Regions from separate parts of the Mus musculus genome. Here region 2 is linked to region 1. The links are chromatin contacts, called in public ChIA-PET maps. All regions are on one chromosome and are shown on one strand. Each heading gives the region's core, a stretch centred on a gene start, on an enhancer-like site or on the middle of the called end of the contact. The rest is flanking DNA. Distances are from core to core; before and after follow the strand shown. Region 1 has its middle 21 kb from the start of Arhgap11a. Region 2 overlaps Aqr (aquarius).

The links. ChIA-PET counts read pairs in DNA pulled down with a chosen protein or histone mark.
Region 2: an RNA polymerase II ChIA-PET map of memory CD8 T cells shows a contact between it and region 1, with 11 times the contacts expected there. The contact joins two enhancer-like sites. A contact is called at or near these places in 3 of 39 promoter capture datasets (the 3T3-L1 cell line, the C10 cell line and hippocampal neurons), 7 of 15 datasets of contacts at CTCF or cohesin (CD8 T cells, the NIH/3T3 cell line, hippocampal excitatory neurons and 3 more), 141 of 484 Hi-C or Micro-C datasets (the 63-12 cell line, the AML12 cell line, the AtT-20 cell line and 90 more), 14 of 115 datasets of contacts at active chromatin or transcription factors (CD8 T cells, the HPC-7 cell line, PVALB interneurons and 10 more) and 3 of 9 other capture datasets (adipose tissue, liver and pancreatic islet).

What each region holds. Positions count from the first base shown.
Region 1 is chr2:113,867,786-113,872,163 of GRCm38.p6, forward strand. No RefSeq gene overlaps it. Among named protein-coding and RNA genes, the nearest start is that of Arhgap11a, 21 kb to the left of the region's middle. Within about 2 kb of position 2,531, at least 8 of the 459 cell types and tissues checked have an H3K27ac peak or open chromatin away from gene starts, as enhancers often do. A contact at or near this core is called in CD8 T cells, the MNK3 cell line, Th1 cells and 2 more, where this site is marked.
Region 2 is chr2:114,143,540-114,147,581 of GRCm38.p6, forward strand. It overlaps Aqr (aquarius), which reads right to left. Exons shown (of 35, transcript NM_009702.3): 13 at 3,350-3,453; 14 at 2,089-2,191. Among named protein-coding and RNA genes, the nearest start is that of Mir7002, 5.0 kb to the right of the region's middle. Within about 2 kb of position 1,537, at least 45 of the 459 cell types and tissues checked have an H3K27ac peak or open chromatin away from gene starts, as enhancers often do. A contact at or near this core is called in CD8 T cells, the MNK3 cell line, Th1 cells and 2 more, where this site is marked.

The sequences.
Region 1 (4,378 bases), core at 1,281-3,780:
CTTTCCCCTGAAGGAGGCACCCTCTTTTTACAGAGATGTTTCCAGGTGCACAGATAAGCCCATCCATTTTTCATTTCAGGATCTTATTTCAATTTTTCATCTATTTTTTTCCATTCCAATTTTTTTCTTCTCAATTGGTTCTTTTCTTATCCTAAAAAAAAAAAAAAAAAAAAAGTACTCATCTCAGAAAAGCAACCAACCAAAGAACAGCAAAAAAGAAATACAAGAGAAAACCTTTCTTAAGTTCTTAATCTACCCTATTCCACCCACTGGATTCATACATAATCCTTGCAAGAGTGTCCCTTAGCCATGGCGTTCTGGTCCTCGCTGTCCCTGGGTCACTGTAGTCTGGGTCTCATGGTCATTAGTACACTGTAAATGTTCTTGCTGAGGAGACAGCAATGTGGGAGACAAGCTGGCTGGCTGGTTTTCAGCCTTTATTGCACTGCCCTGGCTAGCTGACAGTGCCTCCCTCTTGGATGTCTCCTAGTTGTTTCCTATGTCACTCATGCTGTAAGGACTCCGATTCCCTGGGGTTTTGTCTCCATTCCCCTCCCACCCTGCGTGCTCACCCTGAATGATGCCATTCACCAGTATGGCTTTCCTTTCTTATCACAGTGCGTTCAGCTCTGTATTGCCCTGGTTCAGATCTTACTGGGGTGCTCCAAGTCCACCTTACTTACTGTGTCTCCATGAACAGTTCCCTTGGCTTGATATATAGGTTTTCTCCATGCTCCTTGATCTCCTCCTCAGCGTCTTGGTGTCTACCCCTCAGCAGCCTGCTTGTTCTTCTTCCTGTTTTTTTTTTTTTCATATCAGTTGATGCCATCACCTCCAGTTCACTCTTAAAATTCTTAGTCATCCTAAGTGCAGCCCAGCAATGCCTTTTGAAGCTAATCATGGATTAACATCTCTTGTTGTTCAATTTGTAAGAACAATTGAGACTTGGGAGTTCTTCTTCTTAGATCTTTACGCCATTTCAGACCAGCACCGCCATGTCCTCTGCCATACTCTTTCATGTCTGTGTCACATTCTATCACACATCCTATGCAGAGCTTTGGAAATCACTACTGACAAATAAGCCCCAGGAGGGGATGGTATCACTCACACAGTGGGAGGAGAGAATGAGGACAGAGCCTGGGCCTTTCTGTGTCTATAGGACATAATTGGCATCTCTTGAACTTGAGCTGGGGAGGGGTGATAGAGAGGCTCAGGGGGTAGGATACTTACTATGTAACTATGAGGCTCTGAGTATGAGTCGGCACACCCACATAAAAGTCAGGCATGGCCGTTTGTTCTTATAATTCTAACATTGGTGGAGTGGAGACAGGAGGATCCAATGAAACTATGTGCCAGCCAACCAGGCCCAAACACTGGGATTCAGGTTCAATCTGGGGCAAGAGATACTGTCTTAAGGGAATAAGGCAGAGAGCAATGGAGGAGGGCACCTGATTCCTTCTCTGGTCTCCATATATTCTGTGTATGCATACTTTTCATATGTATACACACACATACACACACACACACACACACACTTTACACACAAAGAATAGAATTGTCTTATAGGTGCATATGAAAATGTACACAGCCATATCCACACATGTAAATGACTTTTGAGGCTCATAAAGTAGTTTTGATTCAGGTTTTGGCATACTAAAATAATATGGGTAAAATTAAATAATTTCATAAAAAGTTCATTTGAAAAAAATGTTTGTCAAGAAGAAACTTGAGATGAGATTTCAAAATGTCTTGATTGATCTTCACTGCCTTTAAAAAAATTAAAATAACTCTCCAGTCATTCAAAAAGAAAGCCTCAGGCAGCGCAGATTCTTTGGTCTTTAGCAATCCTTTACAATAGGAAGCATCTCAAAGTACCCCAGAAGGGTTTTAGAAATTTCCTGCATACTTCTATGTCTCCCTCGGAAGACATAAACACTAGAGGTGAAACGGAATTCAGGGTTCTTTTTAATTGTTTCCTACCCTCATTTGGCTCATGTCTGTCATTGAACCTCTGGGGCTACTCCAATATAAAAGGTTCTTAACCACTGAAATGGAGCAGTAGATTCCAAGCTGTGAAACTGACAAGAAGAAGAGGCAGGCGAATTGCCACTTGCCTGGGGGGGGGGGGATAGAAATCCCCTGCCACGGTATGTTTTGCCTCTGAATCTGCAGCCAGGGGCTCAGCACAGCCCCCCAGACCTGCCTCAGCATCTCTCCCTAGTCTACAAGAAGTACATCTCTGCTAGTCTGAGCCCTGCCATTTCTGAGTTGCCTTGGAGCTATACATCATTAACTCAATCTGTGTTGCCCTGAAATGCTCAAAATAAAAATAGCATCTGTGAGCCCACTTCCTTAGATCCCTGCTCTTTCGCATAAAGATTTCATTCTTCCTTGAGCTACTGTTGCTTTCTAACCATGTCTCCATTACTGTTGCTCTCCCACAATTCCATTTTTCAACCAGTTCTGTCAGCAGGCTTACTGGGGAGAAGCAGAAATTCTCTTTCTCTCTGTGTAGAAGCAGGAAGTGGGGACAAGCAGGCCTACCAAAGTGTGGGAGTTCCCTTTCTGGTCACACATATGTTTATGCAGATGGTACCAAATAAAAGTGCATTTCTTGCCAGACCTGATAGCTCACACCTTTAATCCCAGTACTCAGGAGGCAGATGCACACAGTACTCTGTGAGATCAAGTCCAACCTGGTTGATTTTGAGTATGTTTGTTTGTGGAACAAAGAGAGAATGTAGAACCAAAACAACTTAAGGGAGAAAGCCTTGAGCTGGACTGATGGAGCCATAGTATCGGATAGCTACCAGGTGGGCCTCATGTCTCAAAGGACTCTAAACAGTATGGTAGCTGGGGACCAAGTATTCAAAAATATCAGCCTGAGGGGAATAGCCCCTGGTCAATACGTGACAGTTCTCCTCTGGCCACTAATAATCTCTTAGCCTTTTCAATGTGCCAAATTATTCAGTCCAACTTCAGGAGTCCCCAAAGTCTTACCAGTCCCAACACTGCTCAAAAGGGCAAGTCTCTATCTGGATTCTAGGAAAGCTCTGAGCTGTGAATTCCTATAAAATATGACAACAAATTACGTTGTCCTTTTTCTTTTAATTTTTTTCTGAGAAAGTTTCTCTGTGTGATTCTGAGCGTCCTGGAACTCACTCTGTAGACCAGGCTGGCCTCAAACTCAGAGATTCATCTGCCTCTGCCTGCCAAGCGCTGGGATCAAAGGCGTGTGCCACCACTGCCCGGCCACATACTTTTATATATGATGACACTTGGATATTTCCATTCCAGAAGTGAGGAATGGAGTCATAGCAAGAAAAGATCAGACCGGTCCAAGACTGAGACTTAGCACAACAAACATTAAATTTTGTACCTCCTTGACCTATATTAGGGCTCGTGGTGGCATCATCTAGGTCAATGGTTCTCAAGCTTCCTAATGCTGTGACCCTTTAATACAGTTCCTCATGTTGTGCTGATTCACATTACATGATTTTCATTTGCTACTTTGTAACTGTAATTTTGCCACTGTTATGAATCATAATGTAAATGTCTGTGTTTTCTGATGGTCTTGGGAAATTCCTGTGAAAGAGTTGGGGTCAGGACCCACAGGTTGACAACTGCTTAGTTAGGCCAAAACAGGTTTGGGGAATTGGACTTCTAGGGCTTTGTTGGCTACAAGATATAACATGTTCCACTTACTGCCTACAGCTTCTCTTAGCAGATATAGCACATCCCTGACATGTCCCTCATCAGGAAGTCTCCACTGCTATTCAGCCTTCACAAAAACTTCATACTCTACTCAGATACACCATAGATTTACCCAGGTCATCAGGGGCACCTTATAGGTCATCTGACCCTAGGGTGTTGTCTTTCTCAGGAACCTTAGTATAAACATTGATTATCGAGTCCACACCTGCAAAATCAACACCAAATGGATAATGCTAGGCTTGGCTGCTAGCTTCACACAGCTCATCCCCTTTTACTACTGTCACAGTGGCCTCTGAGTGTCTACACAGAAATAAAACAAAATAAAACAAAACACTTCCCCCGGTAGCCCTGTTCAAGTGTGACATCCCGAAGGTTCTGTCTTCTTACAAGGAAAGATCTCTCAAGTGAGTTTGCATTCTTAGGTTCTGTGGGCTTCGAAAAGTGGCATCTTTCCTTTAAAGCACCTTCCCTGTTGTCCCAGGGTGAAGTGCACACACTAATCTCTCTCTCTCCACTTCCACATTGTCAGTGCTTCCTTGCTCACAGCTTTAAACGCACTCAGGTGCTCTCAAACCTCACTGGTTTAACATTAGTCTCTTCCATTTTCTCCATTTTCACTGCAGAGGGGCTAAAAGCAAGCAGTAGCAAACATGCCCAGCCCCAA
Region 2 (4,042 bases), core at 287-2,786, 270 kb after region 1:
AAATAGAAATTATGAACCCTGGACTTTGTTTTCATGTTCCTTCTAAGACTCTCCCATGATCTGAGAATGCTCCTTAATCCCCGGTCTGAGGCTTCTCTACTGTAAATGAGAGCCTGGCTGAGCTGCACTCCCTCTCATTAATGATATCTATGCACGCTTGATCTCCCAGCAGTGCATCTCACACAGAAACTGTGATTTCTAATTAACAAGGCCAGAATGGCGCACGGCTTTTCTATGGGAATCATCCCTGGGAAAGGTTTCTATTTCTTTTGTTCATAAAAACTTCGTATTGGTACCAACAGCCTGACTTGAAAGAGATTTTCTTGTCAGAAAAGAGCTCAGGGAATTTTTAGGAAGCGTTTGCAGTTACAGACAGTGACAAGTGACTTGTAGGAGGACAGGCAAAGACAGACATCTAAGGCACATGCTCAGAGCAAACATGCAAAGAAAAAAGTAGTTTCCATTCTGGAACTAATCTGAAGCGCTCCCCAAATGACACTCAGACACCTGTCACTGGGCCTTAAACACCTGTTACAAATGCTTTGTCTCTGCTCTCCACATTTAGCATATTACCATCATCTTCCTACAGGGAGGAATTATGCTCTCTGTCGGGTACAAGAACAAGCTTGGAAAGTAAAGCCCGGAACGGCATGCCTAATACGGTTCAATATGAAGAAAAATCAACAGACACATATGCCTATTTAGTTAGTTAGTTCTTATTTGTTTTGCTCAGCAATGAAAATGTCTGAAATAGATGAAAAGCTACTTAATCTTATAACAGAAAAACTAACACTTTAAATCCTTTTGTTTTGTTTTGTTTTGTTTTGCTGGAAAAGCAGGAAGACTGAGCAAAACCAAGGCTGGTGCGAAGGCAGTGCAGGCTCATCAGAGTGTTGGTTTTGGAGGTTAACCCAGCAGCCATAAGCACACATGGTGAAATAACCAGTTCCTGGTTCTGGTTAAATGTTCACATATGGGTGTACACGCACACACACGCGCGCGCGCGCACACACACACACACTCGTGCGCGTGCGTTATCTGTAAAGGTGAAAACTGTCAACACTTAAGGAGCCATAAGTTAGTGACATGGCTAAATATTTGACATAAATAGTCATCTGTTTCAGAAAATGTTGTATGAAAAGGAGGTGTCCCGACACAACGCAGTGGACTACATGTCCAAACAAGGTGAAATGAAGACAATACTAAAGAGTTTTTAAGAAGTTATGGAATTCCTTGAATTCTTTCGTCCTGCGGTGCTGGTATAGTAGTCACTATATTGTGTAAGTAAGCAGTCTCTACCACTGTGCTATGTCTACCTCCACATTAATAAAATGTACCTAGTTAACAGTCACGTAATTTAATAGGTCCAAGAAGTCTTCTGAGAGCTCCACAAGGTGCAGGTGAAGAGTCTCCGTGCTCCCTCCTGGCAACAGGAGAAGCCCACTGCATGAGAAGCCCATTCATTCCCTGATTTGAACGACTGTGCAGTGGTGCGCTATGTACAGGGTAAGCCAAGCCCCACCCCAAAACCCAGACAACAGCCACAGCAACAACAGTAAAAAGTCACCACACCCAACCACAACCACAACAAAAAGCTAGTTTAGAAAATAAAGACGACTGAAGAATTGCTTAGAATTCTTAAGCCACTTAGAAATCATTTACTGTATTTCTAAGTTACTGAATTTATAGTATCAAGGCTATGACCTGATACTGAATACAGAATTTTTGAATAACTGCCTTTAAAATAACACATGGCCACGGTTATTAACATGCACTGTGTCTAGCTGTGGTCTCTTTGAATCTCCAGAGCATGAGTGCAGGGTGACACAGAAGCTGCTCAGTGCCACAGCGACTTCCTGCCGTAACGGAGCTTAAAGGTTTGAGAGGTGTGAGAAAAGAAACCACAGACGTGAAAAACCAAGCCTGAGGCCTGGCCCCCCAAACCCCTAATTTAATTAGTTCCAAACACAAGAGGCAAAGTACTGAGCCCGAACTCTAGCAGTCAGTACTGTTTATATCACTGAGTGACTCAGAAATGTGGGAAAAGCCACAGGAGAAGTTATAAGACAGTTAAATATTAATGTTTACCAGCAATTCTAGAAGAAACTCTTTATCAAAAGTTGTGTCTTCATTTTTAGGGAGCGTTGGCAAGAGGCAGAGGTATGATGCCACCTGGTGGAGTGTGTTTGAACTGCAGAATGGAGAAGATTTATTCAGGTCATTCACCTTTCCTCTTGAACCCTGTTTTCCTATTGATTATCTTAAAAAGTGAAGATATCCCTACCGCACAGGCAGCAAAACAAACAAATGGACAAAACCCCAACAACAACAAAAATGAGAAACAGGAATTAGAATTTTTGAATTCTGCTAAAATATTTAAAGTATTTTCATGGTACCTGAATCCACTGACAGATAGCACGGACCTTCTACCACTGAAGCTACCACTGCAGACCCAGCCGAGGCCCAGCAGCTCCTGTAGCCCCTCCTCACTCCCACATGCAGACTATCCAAAGCCAGGTTCATTTAAGAACAACATTAACGAAACAGAAAATGTTTCTACTGAAAAAGTTACCAACACCAGACTCTCAAAGAAACATTTTTAAAAAGAATATAACATAATGTGAAATATGCATTTTGCATATAATTTGCTATGTGAAAGAATAAATTATGCTTCTTTTTTCCTTTTATTAGTAACATTTTTCTTTCACAACACAAATGTTTTGTCTTTCTCTAAAATCCCTCTTTTCTATTCTGAACACCAGAACTGCTAATCTATTTTCGACTTTTTTGTTTTTTTCCAGGCCAAAGAAACAGCTTTTGACATTGACTGTGTAATGCACTGACAACTCAATAGGAAAGCCACCCAAAGGCAGCACAGTGGGCACCAACGCAGCCTGCGCAGACTCTGAAGAGCCACGGCTTGTGGAAGTACAGAGTAAAACAAAAAGCAAATAAGCTACTAACTACTACTGTTCCCCAAAAATAGACTAGTAGATATGTAACAGATATTATTATTGATCTATCTTAAGAGCACAATATTTTTGTAGGTCATATCTCTAACATCAAACATGAGCTTTACTGGTTTCTGTTATATGCTGTTTATGGCTAGTGAGATTTGGCCAGGTTAGTGTTTTACTCAAAGAACAATGTTTAAGTTATTAAACATCCTTTCATCACTTCCTGAGAAAAAGATGGGTAATTATGTTTAAGTGAGTCAAGAATCCCAAACTGCTAGAGATGAGCACCAGGTGAGGTTAGCAAAGGGCCAGCCCGCAGCCCGCAGCGCCAGAGAAGAAAGAAAAGCCCACAGCGAAGCCTAGGAGACAATGCTGTTCTTTCCATGTCTTACCTGAGAGGCCCAAAAAACTTGACCAAGGAATCTCGGGCATCTACTTCTGCCACATTGGAGAGGGCAAAGTCATAGAGCTCGGGGAAGTGTGCGAAGGCAGCCCTCTGGGAAAGCAAAGCCAAGTTAATGTCTGTGCCCCTGGAGCTCCAAGGCCACACACAGCGCATACGCTTACCCGTGTGCTGTTTAGTCTCCACGAGTTTGCGTACTTTCATTTCTCTTGCTGCTGCTGGCTGGCTTTATGCCATTGTGGCCAGATAAAACACACTGTATTATTTCACTTTCACATACATTCATTGGGGGCTGGCTTTTTTTTCTTAATATGTGAACTATTTTGGAACCAGTTCCATGAGCTGCTGAAACAAGCGTGTGAACTGTAGTGTTTGGGTGAATACTTTATAGACATCTGTTACATGCCTTTGATCTGTCACTTCAATAGTAAGTAAATAAACGGATAAATATTTCCCACTCCTTCTTACGTTTATCTCCCACGTGCTCCCCGCCTCATTAAACTAGAGGCGTATCATGCAATAGGGAAGGAAGAAATTGTTCTGGCAGTGTGGGACCCCGACTTAGAGTGTTTCTCCCTGGAAGGTAAAACCCCTGGATGTTCCCCAAGCTTGTTTCCCCGATCTCTAAAAATACAGCCAGAAAGGAGCTCTTTGTTCTCTATAGCCAGCAAAAAGCCTTTTT